Linked DNA regions of Oryctolagus cuniculus: region 1 is linked to region 2. Evidence: chromatin contacts called from public Hi-C data. All regions are on one chromosome and are shown on one strand. Each heading gives the region's core, a stretch centred on a gene start, on an enhancer-like site or on the middle of the called end of the contact. The rest is flanking DNA. Distances are from core to core; before and after follow the strand shown.

Region 1 (4,931 bases), core at 1,186-3,685, 230 kb after region 2:
TGGCAAACACTGATGAATCTGAAGTGGCAAGGGCCTTCGGTTTCACGGGCCCCCCCAAGGCCAGAGAAGGGTCCCACAGAGCTCGCATGGCCGCAGGGTTTATAAAGTAGGCATGAGTGTATTTTGACTGCAGCCAATTCAGATCATTTTCTATTCATGTTTTCTTCCTTTGTTATTTTTTATTTGAAATTCAGACACAGACACACACACATGGAGGAGGGGGAGAGGGAGAGGGAGAGAGTCAGGTGGAAGTCATGAACCAGGCACTCAGGCACTCCATCTGTGTCTCCCACGTGGATGGCAGGGACCCAAGTACTTGAGCCATCACCTGCTGCCTCCCAGGTGTGCATCAGCAGGAAGCTGGATGGGAAGTGGAGGCAGGACTTCATCACAGACACCCCAGCATGGTTTGCGGGCGTCCCGAGCCGCAGTTGGCCCACTGGACCAAATGGTCACCCCTACTCTCGTTCCCTTTTCCCCACTTGTTCCTGATTCCAGGGGCAGCTTTTGGATGAGGATGCACTAAGGGTCTGTTTATTTGGGATTTAGTTGGATACATTTCTGTAGCTCGGAGCTGCTGAGCCATCCTGCTAGGAGCCCCTTCCTTGCCCAGTGTTGTGACAGAGAGAGGTAAGGGTACCCCAATGTGCTTGTCCATGCATCCGGCTCCAGAAGTTGCTCCGCTGCGGAGGACAAAGGTTTGAACTGGTCTGTAGGGAGACGCCGCCAACCGCTAGTCCAGATGGGAGATTCTGTCCAGAACGTGCTCAGTGGTACCGCAGCCCACCCAGTTATGAGCACGCTGTATTTTTTTCTTTTTGAAGGCAACTACACACAGCGTGACTTCGCAGTTTCCATATTTGCTTGGAGAGGGCAGCTGTGCAACAGGGAGTCACACCTCCCTCTGGGCGCAGCCAACAAGAAATTCTCCAGTACCCACAAGTTGCTGCAGCAACAGCCAAACTCTCCACTTTCTCCACTAAAAACACAATTTCAGAAAAGTGCTGACACAGAGAAAGACAATCAAAGCATACCAAGCCAAGACACCAGCTCGGTAAAGTTCATTCTTAAAAATATGTTTTCACCTGGACTTGCCGAGGTTTGCCATCTCCCTCCCTCCCTCCCTCCTTTCCTTCCTTTCTTTCTTTTTTTTGACAGGCAGAGTGGACAGTGAGAGAGACAGACAGACAGAGAGAAAGGTCTTCCTTTTTCCGTTGGTTCACCCCTCAGTGGCCGCTGCGGCTGGTGCGCTGTGGCCAGCACACCGCGCTGATCCAAAGCCAGGAACCAGGAGCTTCTCCTGGTCTCCCATGGGGTGCAGGGCCCAAGGACTTGGGCCATCCTCCACTGCCTTCCTGGGCCACAGCAGAGAGCTGGACTAGAAGAGGAGCAACTGGGACAGAATCTGGCGCCCTGACTGGGACTAGAACCCCGGGCTGCTGGCGCCGCAGGCGGAGGATTAGCCTAGTGAGTCATGGCACCGGCCAACCATCATTTTTCTAGTTGTGGTTTATTTGCTCATTCTAAATAAAATTGCTTTGGTACCTACCATTGTCACCTGTAACTTTCTGTTATTCTCCTTAAGAGGGAGCCTCCCCTCAGCCGGAGCTGTGGCTTAGTGGGTAAAGCTGCCGCTGTGGTGTAGCCGGTAAAGTTGCCACCTGCAGTGCTGGCATCCCATATGGGCACCGGTTTGAGTCCCGGCTGCTCCACTTCTGATCCAGCTCTCCACTATGGCCTGAGAAAACAGCAGAAGATGGTCCAAGTGCTTGGGCCCCTGCACCCACGTGGGAGACCTGGAAGAAGCTCCTGGCTCCTGGCTTCAGATTGGTGCAGCTCCAGCCATTGCGGCCAATTAGGGAGTGAACCAGTGGATAGATGCCTCTCTCTCTCTCTGTGTGTGTGTGTGTGTGTAACTCTTTCAAATAGATAAATAAATCCTAAAAAAAAAAAAAAAAAAAAAAAAAAACAGGGAGGCTCCCCTCAATCCAGAACCCCTTCCTGAATGCGCACAGCAGCTCAGTAGCTGGGCAGGGCCATGGAGTCCCTGGTGTTCGTGTCTCCGGCAGAGAGGCCACGTGCCAGTCCACCCAGGGCCAGGGCTCGAGGCCACAGCACTGGCACACAGGTGGCACTCTATATGTGTGCAGTGGGTGACTTGCCTTAGATCCATCACCTCTTGCTCTAAGGCCTGCCTGACATACAATAATTGCAGGATATAGCATTTTACAGAACACATTTGCATGCTATGGACAGCAATTTGTAACTAAAACACCCTGTGGAAATAAGGAATAAGTTGGAACTCAGCTCCTTCCACACAGTGGGCAGCGTGGGGATGGAGCGCACATGCCAGGTGGACGCCCTCCTGAATACAGCAGGGTGGTGGTGAAGAGAACCCATGAATGTCCCAGGAATGACCAACCTGTCTGCACTGCCAAGTCATGGAGCGGTCAGGGCAGACGCAAGGCTGGAATTCACTAAGAGGGTTCTACTGACCTCTTGTGGGAGAGACAGGTTGGTACACCCAGTAAAGACCAAATCTGGGAAAAATTCAAGGAGCAGAAAGGTGGCGTGGGTTACTCACTGCCCAACCCGAAACCCTGTTTACTGTTGTTTCTCCCATCAGCCTCTTTCCTGACACTTCAGAGCCATCGTCAAGGGCAGCAGGTGCATAATGTCAGGAGTGTGGGCTTTGGAGTTGTGCCTTTTTAAAGATACAAGAAAGGAAGGAATAGAGGAAGGACAGAGGGAGAGAAGAGAAAAAGAACACCGGTTTTGGATCTTCACACAACTGCTGATGCATGAGATTGTACACATTGGCTGGATCTGGGCTTCCCTGCACTCCTGCCTGAAGTGAAACTCACAGCTTGAATCAGATGTGCATAACGTGCCCTGCATGGCACACAGTAGGTGCTACATTAATGTTTATATTGCCACCATTAAATATGATGATGAAGTATTTACTCTGTATCATGATACTTATTACAGTTAGTTCCCACCACTAGATAGACTATCGAGAGAGAGAGAGAGGGAGAGTAGAGAAGGAGGGGGAGAGAGAGAGAGAGAGAGAGAGTTTTCTTGAAACAGCAGTTCCCTCCGTGGAGAGCCTGTTTGATGTCTCTAACATCCACTTGCAAAATGGAAAACTCCTCACTCAAGAAGCCTGCTTCTCCTGCAGCAAACAGAATTCCAGAGGGGCTGGCGGGGAGGGGCCTTTCCCCAGGGCAACTGCTAGCCAGCCCCGGGCTCCCCCATCCCCTCCCTCCCCACCGCAGAAGGAATTCCCCTTGCTCCTACCTGGAAGTCAACACTCCACTGGGACTGGAAGGAGCACTCCCGTTTCCTAGCCTGGGACTCAGGACAACCCATGTCTGGCCTAAGAAGCCTTCAGCTCCCAGGAGGCTGGACGTCTTGAGCAGGGATGTTCCGGGCAGACAGAGAGGAGAGGAGGACGCTGTGGGACCCCATATACCTGGCCTCTGTGGTTCCAGGGGCCTGGGCCATGCCTCTTCATTCTTTCTCCCCTTCTTCCCAGAGGAGGTCAGCAGGATTAGTAGACACTGAACCAAACTGGAGAGACAGTGTCACTTCTTTTTATTTATGAATGATCTTCCATTGTAAAGATTCAGTACAGGATGTTTAACCATTCAGCTATTGAGTAACAACAGGGTTGTTTTCAGCTTGAGGCAATTAGGAATAAAACTTCATGTGCAGATTTTTATATGAAGTGTTAAGTTTTCAACTTATTTGGTCAAATTGCAAATATGGTGATACTATGGTTAGTTTTCCAATTGTCTTCTAAAGTGGCTGGATCATTTTGCCCTACTACTAGCAATGAATGAGATTCTACAACTGCACTTCCTTGTAGGCATTTGGTAATGTTAGATTTTGGGTTTTAGCCATTCCACCAGATGGGTGGCAGTATCTTATGTTGTTCTATTGTTTTTTTTTTTTTTAAAGATTTATTTATTTATTTGAAAGAGTTACACAAAGAGAGGAGAGGAAGAGAGAGAGAGAGAGAGAGAGAGAGAGAGAGAGAGAGAGAGTCTTCCATCCATTGGTTCACTTCCCAATTGGCCGCAATGGCCAGAGCTGCGCTGATCTGAAGCCAAGAGCCAGGAGCTTCTTCCGGGTCTCCCATGCAGGTGCAGGGGTCCAAGGACTTGGGCCATCTTCCACTGCTTTTCCAGGCCAAACAGAGAGCTGGATCAGAAGTGGAGCAGCCGGGACTCAAACCGGTGCCCATATGGGATGCCACCACTGCAGGCAGCGGCTTTACCCACTACGCCACAGGGTCAGCCCCTCATGTCTGTTGTAAATTGCAATTCCAAGACATACGATGCGCAGCATCTTTTCATTTGCTTGTCTCCTGTCTTTAGTGAGGTGTCTGTTCAGCTCTTTGGCCCATTTTTAAAACTGAGTTATTTACTTATTATTCAGTTTTAAGACTTCTTCATATATTTTGGATTCACATCCTTTATCAAAAGTAGTTTGTGGGGTCGGTGCTCTGGTGGTGCCACCTGCAGTACCAGCATCCCATATGGGCACCAGCTCGAGGCTCTACTTCCTATCCAGCTCTCTGCTATGGCCTTGGAAAGCAGTGGAAGATGGCCCAAGTCCTTGGGCCCCTGCACCCACGTGGGAGGCCAGGAAGAAGCTCCCAGCTCCCAGCTTTGGATCGGCCCAGTTCTGACTGTTGCAGCCATTTGGGGAGTGAACCAGCAGATGGAAGACTTTTTCTGCCTCTGTAACTCCGCCTTTCAAATAAATAAATCTTTAAAAAAAAAAAAGAGTAGTTTGCAAAATATTTTCTACCAATCATGACTTAGCTTTTCACTTCCTTAAAGGCATTAGAAGTGGAGTAGCCGGGACTGGAATCAGCACCTATTTGGGACGCCACTGTCACAAGCAGAGGCTTCCTTTTACACTGT
Region 2 (4,692 bases), core at 699-3,198:
CGTGGGGAGCCCCGAAGGGGTGCGAGGCGTAGGGGCTGAGCAGCAGCGAGCGCGCAGGGGGCCCCGCCGCCGCCTCCGTGTCGAGCTGAGGTGTCCTGCAGTTGCTGGCGCCACTGGGGCCGCGCTCCCCGCCCCGGGAGCAGCAGGAGGAGGACGAGGAAGAGATGGGGGAAGGCGGCGTGGAGGGCTCCCGCCCCGGAAAGGCCCCGGAGTCGCCGGCGTCCGCAGCCGCGGCCCCGAAGCGCTTCGGCAGGCACCAGCCGGCGTCAGTCAAGGCCATCCACGGTCCGGCGCCGCTCCAAGCTGACTTCTAGCTCCTGGGGCTGAGGGCAGGAAGTGGGGAGAAACGGAGAGGGTTTACCAAAACCTCTGGCTATCAGCATACCCTTACCTCCACTCCCTCTTATAGCTCACGAGACTGACTCCTGCCCAAAGATCCCATCGCTGCCCAGGGCGCCGGCGGCCGCTGGGCCGGGAGAGGGCAAGGGAGCCTGCGCAGCCGCCACAGGGCCCTCGAAAGACCGGGACCTTCGCCCTTCCTCGCCCGCACCTCTCGGGAACCCCGGGCCTCCCCGCCCACCCCTGGGCAGCATCCTTCCCCGGCTTGAGCGCCGAACCCCAGGGACGCCTGCTAAGCTGCCCGAGATCTTCTTTCCACCCACAACGTGCTCCCTCCGGGCCCATTAAAGAAACGCAGCGGCCTGTGTGTGTCGCCGCTGGCCCGTCCCGATTCCCTGCACGCCCCCTCCATGGGGGGACGACTCCCCAAAGTGAGCGCGAGGAAGGCAACCTGTCCTCGAAAACGAAACCGCTGCGTTCTCCCCAGCCGGCTCCTCCAGAGCGTCCCGGGCTGCGCCGATCAGACCCGAGCGCGATCCCCCAGAAACCGCAACTCAGCCGGGGAACGTGGGGCAGCCGGAGGGAGACCACAGCCCCGAGCCTTCGAGGCAGGGGGCAGTTCGGGAACCCGGCGGCTCGATGGCCCGGCGGCGCCGCGCACCTCGGACATGGCCCGCGCCTGTCGGCAGCAACGCGCTCACGCCGGCGGGGCCACCCAGGCCCACCCGCGGTCACCCGCGGCCACGGAGCAGCCGGGCCGTTCCGGGATCGGACGTAGCGGGGTGGAGCGCGGCGTGGAGAAAAGGAGGGGGAACGCAGGAGGGGGCGTGAGACCGCCCCGGAGCCGAGGCCACCCCAAAGCCGAGAGCAGGAAGAATGACAGGGAGGCTCGGCGGGGGCGGGGGCGGGAGGCAAGATGCGGCCCGGCAGTCCTCCTCCCGGCTGCTTCCCCAAGCTGTCCCGGCTCATCGGAGATGACCGCATTGAAATCAATGTCCCCCCTCTCCCCAACACACAGACACACACCGGGCAAGCAGCGAGCAAGAAGTTTCTCTGCCCGTCAGACTACCGGCCCCCGCCCCTTCGCGCCGAGATAACTCTCAGATAAGGCTGCGCGCAGATAAGCACTTCGGAGAGAGGAAAAGGCACCAGAAGCCGGTTGCGCTGCGTCCCGGGGACGTGGGAGCGGCTCGAGCCCGGCCGCAGGGGAGGAGGGAGACACCCGCGGAGCCGGCTGCGGCCCGGGAAGGGCGGGAGAGGCGGAGGTCCAGGGGCCTGCCGCCGGTGGGGGGGAGGGGGCGGGAGGAAAGGAAGCAGGGAGAGTGAGCGAGGCAGGGAGAGCGGCCGAACCTCGGGCGGGCGCTGCGCATGGAGAACCGCCGCGGCGAAGGGTGCTCCCAGGCGCGGAGAGAGGTGGCGGGCGCCGGCGGGCGAGCGCGAGTCCGGGGTCTGCGCGGCGCTGCGGAGAATAAAAAGGAGAGAGGAGGCGCCTCTTACTGCTCTGCCGGAAAACTGCAGCCTGCGCTCCTGATTGGATTCGCCGAGCCCTAAACAAACAGCGCTCGCCGAAGGGTGCCAGGCTGTGGGTCGGAACTGCGCTCTGCGAGCAGCTGGGCGCTGGAGGTGAAGAGGAGGAGGAGGAGGAGGAGGGATCGAGGGGAGGAGAGAAAAGAGGGTGGGGAGGGACGGCGGGGGGAGGGGTGAGCGCCGCCCGGGCAGACAATGAGCGCGGCTCAGCCTGCGGGCGTGGGCTGAAAGGCTAGCACGGTCCGCGCCGTGGGGGCGAGTCCACACCGGGGGCGCCCGGCCCAGGGACGTGGGGGGGGGGGGGGACGGAGGCAACCGCATGCCAGGCCTGGCTGGCGACGCACGCCCATCCAGCCGCGGGGCACCCCCAGTTACACATACATACACACACACTCTCACGCTCGCCCACGCGGGGCAACGGAGGGAGCCTTGGCACCGGGAGAGATGGCTGCGCTCAGCCCGGCGCCGGGAGGGGAGCGTCCACTCCCGGGTCAGCGCGCCCTCCGATGGGATGGGGAGCACAAGAGTTTGCCCCACTGGCCCTCTCTGCCCCTCCCTCCGCGCTAAATGAACTTTGTGGCCCGCAGTTGTGTGTGACCGACCGACCTTGGGATGCTAGGGGCTCCGGTAGTGGTGGCTGTCGGGGATCGGGGCTCCTGCGGTCTGGGAGAGGAGCTGGGGAGCCTTTAAAATATATACCAAATTCCTGGGAAGTTTTGGGAAGCTCAGGACATTCCCCAGCTAACCTTTGGGGTCGTGGTGTAAGGAAAGGTTAGTCCCTGTGGTGCGCGGGAGGAGAAGGGACTTCCACATCAGGCGCACCCGGGACACGCTCTCCGAGTTTTGTCTCGTTTGCTCTGAGCTTTCCCTGGAGAACTCCAGGTAAGTGGCAGATAAGCCAACGGAGAGAGGGGCCAGGAGGTCACCTTCTCTGGACCCAGCGCAAATTGAGGCTTCCCCACCCCCACCCTGGCAGGCGCGCGCGCGCGCACACAAACATACACACACACCCCCTTTCTTTGCTCCCTGCGCGGGGTTATCGCGGCGGTGCGCAGACCGCGGCGGTCCGTCGCTCGCGGGCCGGCCACGGGGAACGAACGGCGCGAGGTTATCAGTGCCGCTGTGTCGCTGTGTCTGCCACGGGAGCCCTGATCGGCGTCTCTCTCCCCTCCGCTCTCAGAAAGGGCTTCTTCCGACAGGCGTGACCCTAGAAGGCTGCCCAGAGAGAGATTAACTAGGGCGGGAGGAGTGGTTTTGTTGGGAATGGATTTTTACTTTTTTTTTTTTTTTCTCCCCAGGTAAATCAAAGTAAATGATTTTCTAAAGGTCAGTCTCCCTGAAAGTGTTTGGGCTCTGGGTTTGGGTTTTGTTGTTGTCTTTATTTTTAGTTGGTGTTTTCCAGCAGGGGAAGGGAGAGGAGCCTCGAAGGGCTGGCAGCACAGGGGTCTGTAGGTGTGAGCCCTGGTGGCGCAGGGGCGCGGATCCGTGGCCGCTGCGAGGAGCTGGGGACTGGACTGGGCAGAGTGGGGGTGGAGGGAGCCGGAATCCAGGAAGCTGTGGGGAATTCTTTACTCGTCCTTCGTTGTCAGGTGCTGCTAAAGGCTTCTGAATTTTTAACTTGCTACTGAGTAAAGAAGGTCCCTAAACTGCCCTCGTCCCATGTGACCATTTTTATTACCTTCCCCTGGGGGCCCCACAATCACGGCGCCGGCCCCCACGTCCTGCGTGGCTGCCTTTCCGAAAGGCACAAGGGAGGAAACGAACAGAGCGAGATTCGCCGAGCCGGCCTTTAAAGGTTAACCTGCGTTCGATCGATCGCATGCGACTCCCCGAGGAACCGGCCCGGCCTCGGCTACCCGCTCCGCGCCCGCCGGGGCACCGAAGGTCCCACTCGTTCGGTTCCTTCGCGAATCCCGACCGGGTTCCTAAGCCAGACTGGGCTCTGCAGCAGTCCGTTTGTACGCAGTGTCGGAGCTGCGGTGGGTATGTGACTTCCTACAGTTTTGAAATAATGTTTCTCAGGTTTGCTCTTCAATGTAATTTTTGTTAAAGTTCTTATCGTATTTGTTAAAAATAAATGTCTTGGCTAAGTTGGCGTCCAGGCTGTGAATGGCCTTCAAGCTGGAGCCCCGAAGAGAAGATGGAGCCCCAGGAACAGCCTGACGAGTGTCTAGCGCATTTCTTCCTCTTCGCTGGGAAGGGTGTCAGCCAGGGTTTCCCGGACAGTCCTCACCGCTGACCTCCAGGGTTGAGTTTACCCGCAGCCCTGCAGCCCCGCAGCCGCGTGCGGAGGGCCCTGGGGCCCTGACGCCGCTGGGCAGCGGGGAGCAGCGGATGGACGTTGACCGATTCGACTTTAAGAGGGGGCCCGGCATCTTACTCTGCAAATTCCTAATCTGTAAATATATAAATATAAATTATATATATTATGCATATATATATATATATATATATATGAGAGACAGAGAGAGGAGACCCAAACGAAGGGGAAAACAGGTAATGGCTCCTTCCCAAACTGTTTTGTTTTGTGGGATGCGTTTTCTAGCCCAACGAAGGGTTGGAGAGCACAACGCTTTTCGTGTCAGTTAATTTAAAAATAACAAAACTAGTTAACCCGTAAGATTGGTGCAGACAGAAACGGGCTGTCTGATCTCTGCAATTAGGTTTTCCCAGCGCGCCGGCTTTGGCTCTGGGGACTACACCTCGGGGGACAGGCCTGTTTCCAGAGCCGCCCCCAGGGAACCCAGGCCCCGCGCGCCGAGCTCCCTCTGCGGCGTGCGCCCGCTGGTCCCGCGGCGCGGGGGAGGAGGTGAACCCCAAACTGCA

Evidence for each region. A called contact is a pair of places that touch in the nucleus more often than the background predicts.
Region 1: a contact with region 2 is called in a Hi-C map of embryonic fibroblasts, with 5 times the contacts expected there. The contact joins the enhancer-like site here to the promoter of GATA6 in region 2. A contact is called at or near these places in 2 of 6 Hi-C or Micro-C datasets (embryonic fibroblasts and skin fibroblasts).

What each region holds. Positions count from the first base shown.
Region 1 is chr10:55,737,481-55,742,411 of mOryCun1.1, forward strand. No RefSeq gene overlaps it. Among named protein-coding and RNA genes, the nearest start is that of MIR1-2, 52 kb to the right of the region's middle. Within about 2 kb of position 2,436, at least 1 of the 8 cell types and tissues checked has an H3K27ac peak or open chromatin away from gene starts, as enhancers often do.
Region 2 is chr10:55,504,718-55,509,409 of mOryCun1.1, forward strand. It overlaps GATA6 (GATA binding protein 6), which reads right to left and starts at 1,949. Exons shown (of 7, transcript XM_070050400.1): 1 at 1,837-1,949; 2 at 1-323. The coding sequence starts at 280. It overlaps LOC138844039 (a long non-coding RNA gene), which reads left to right and starts at 1,829. Exons shown (of 2, transcript XR_011379385.1): 1 at 1,829-1,962; 2 at 3,165-3,956.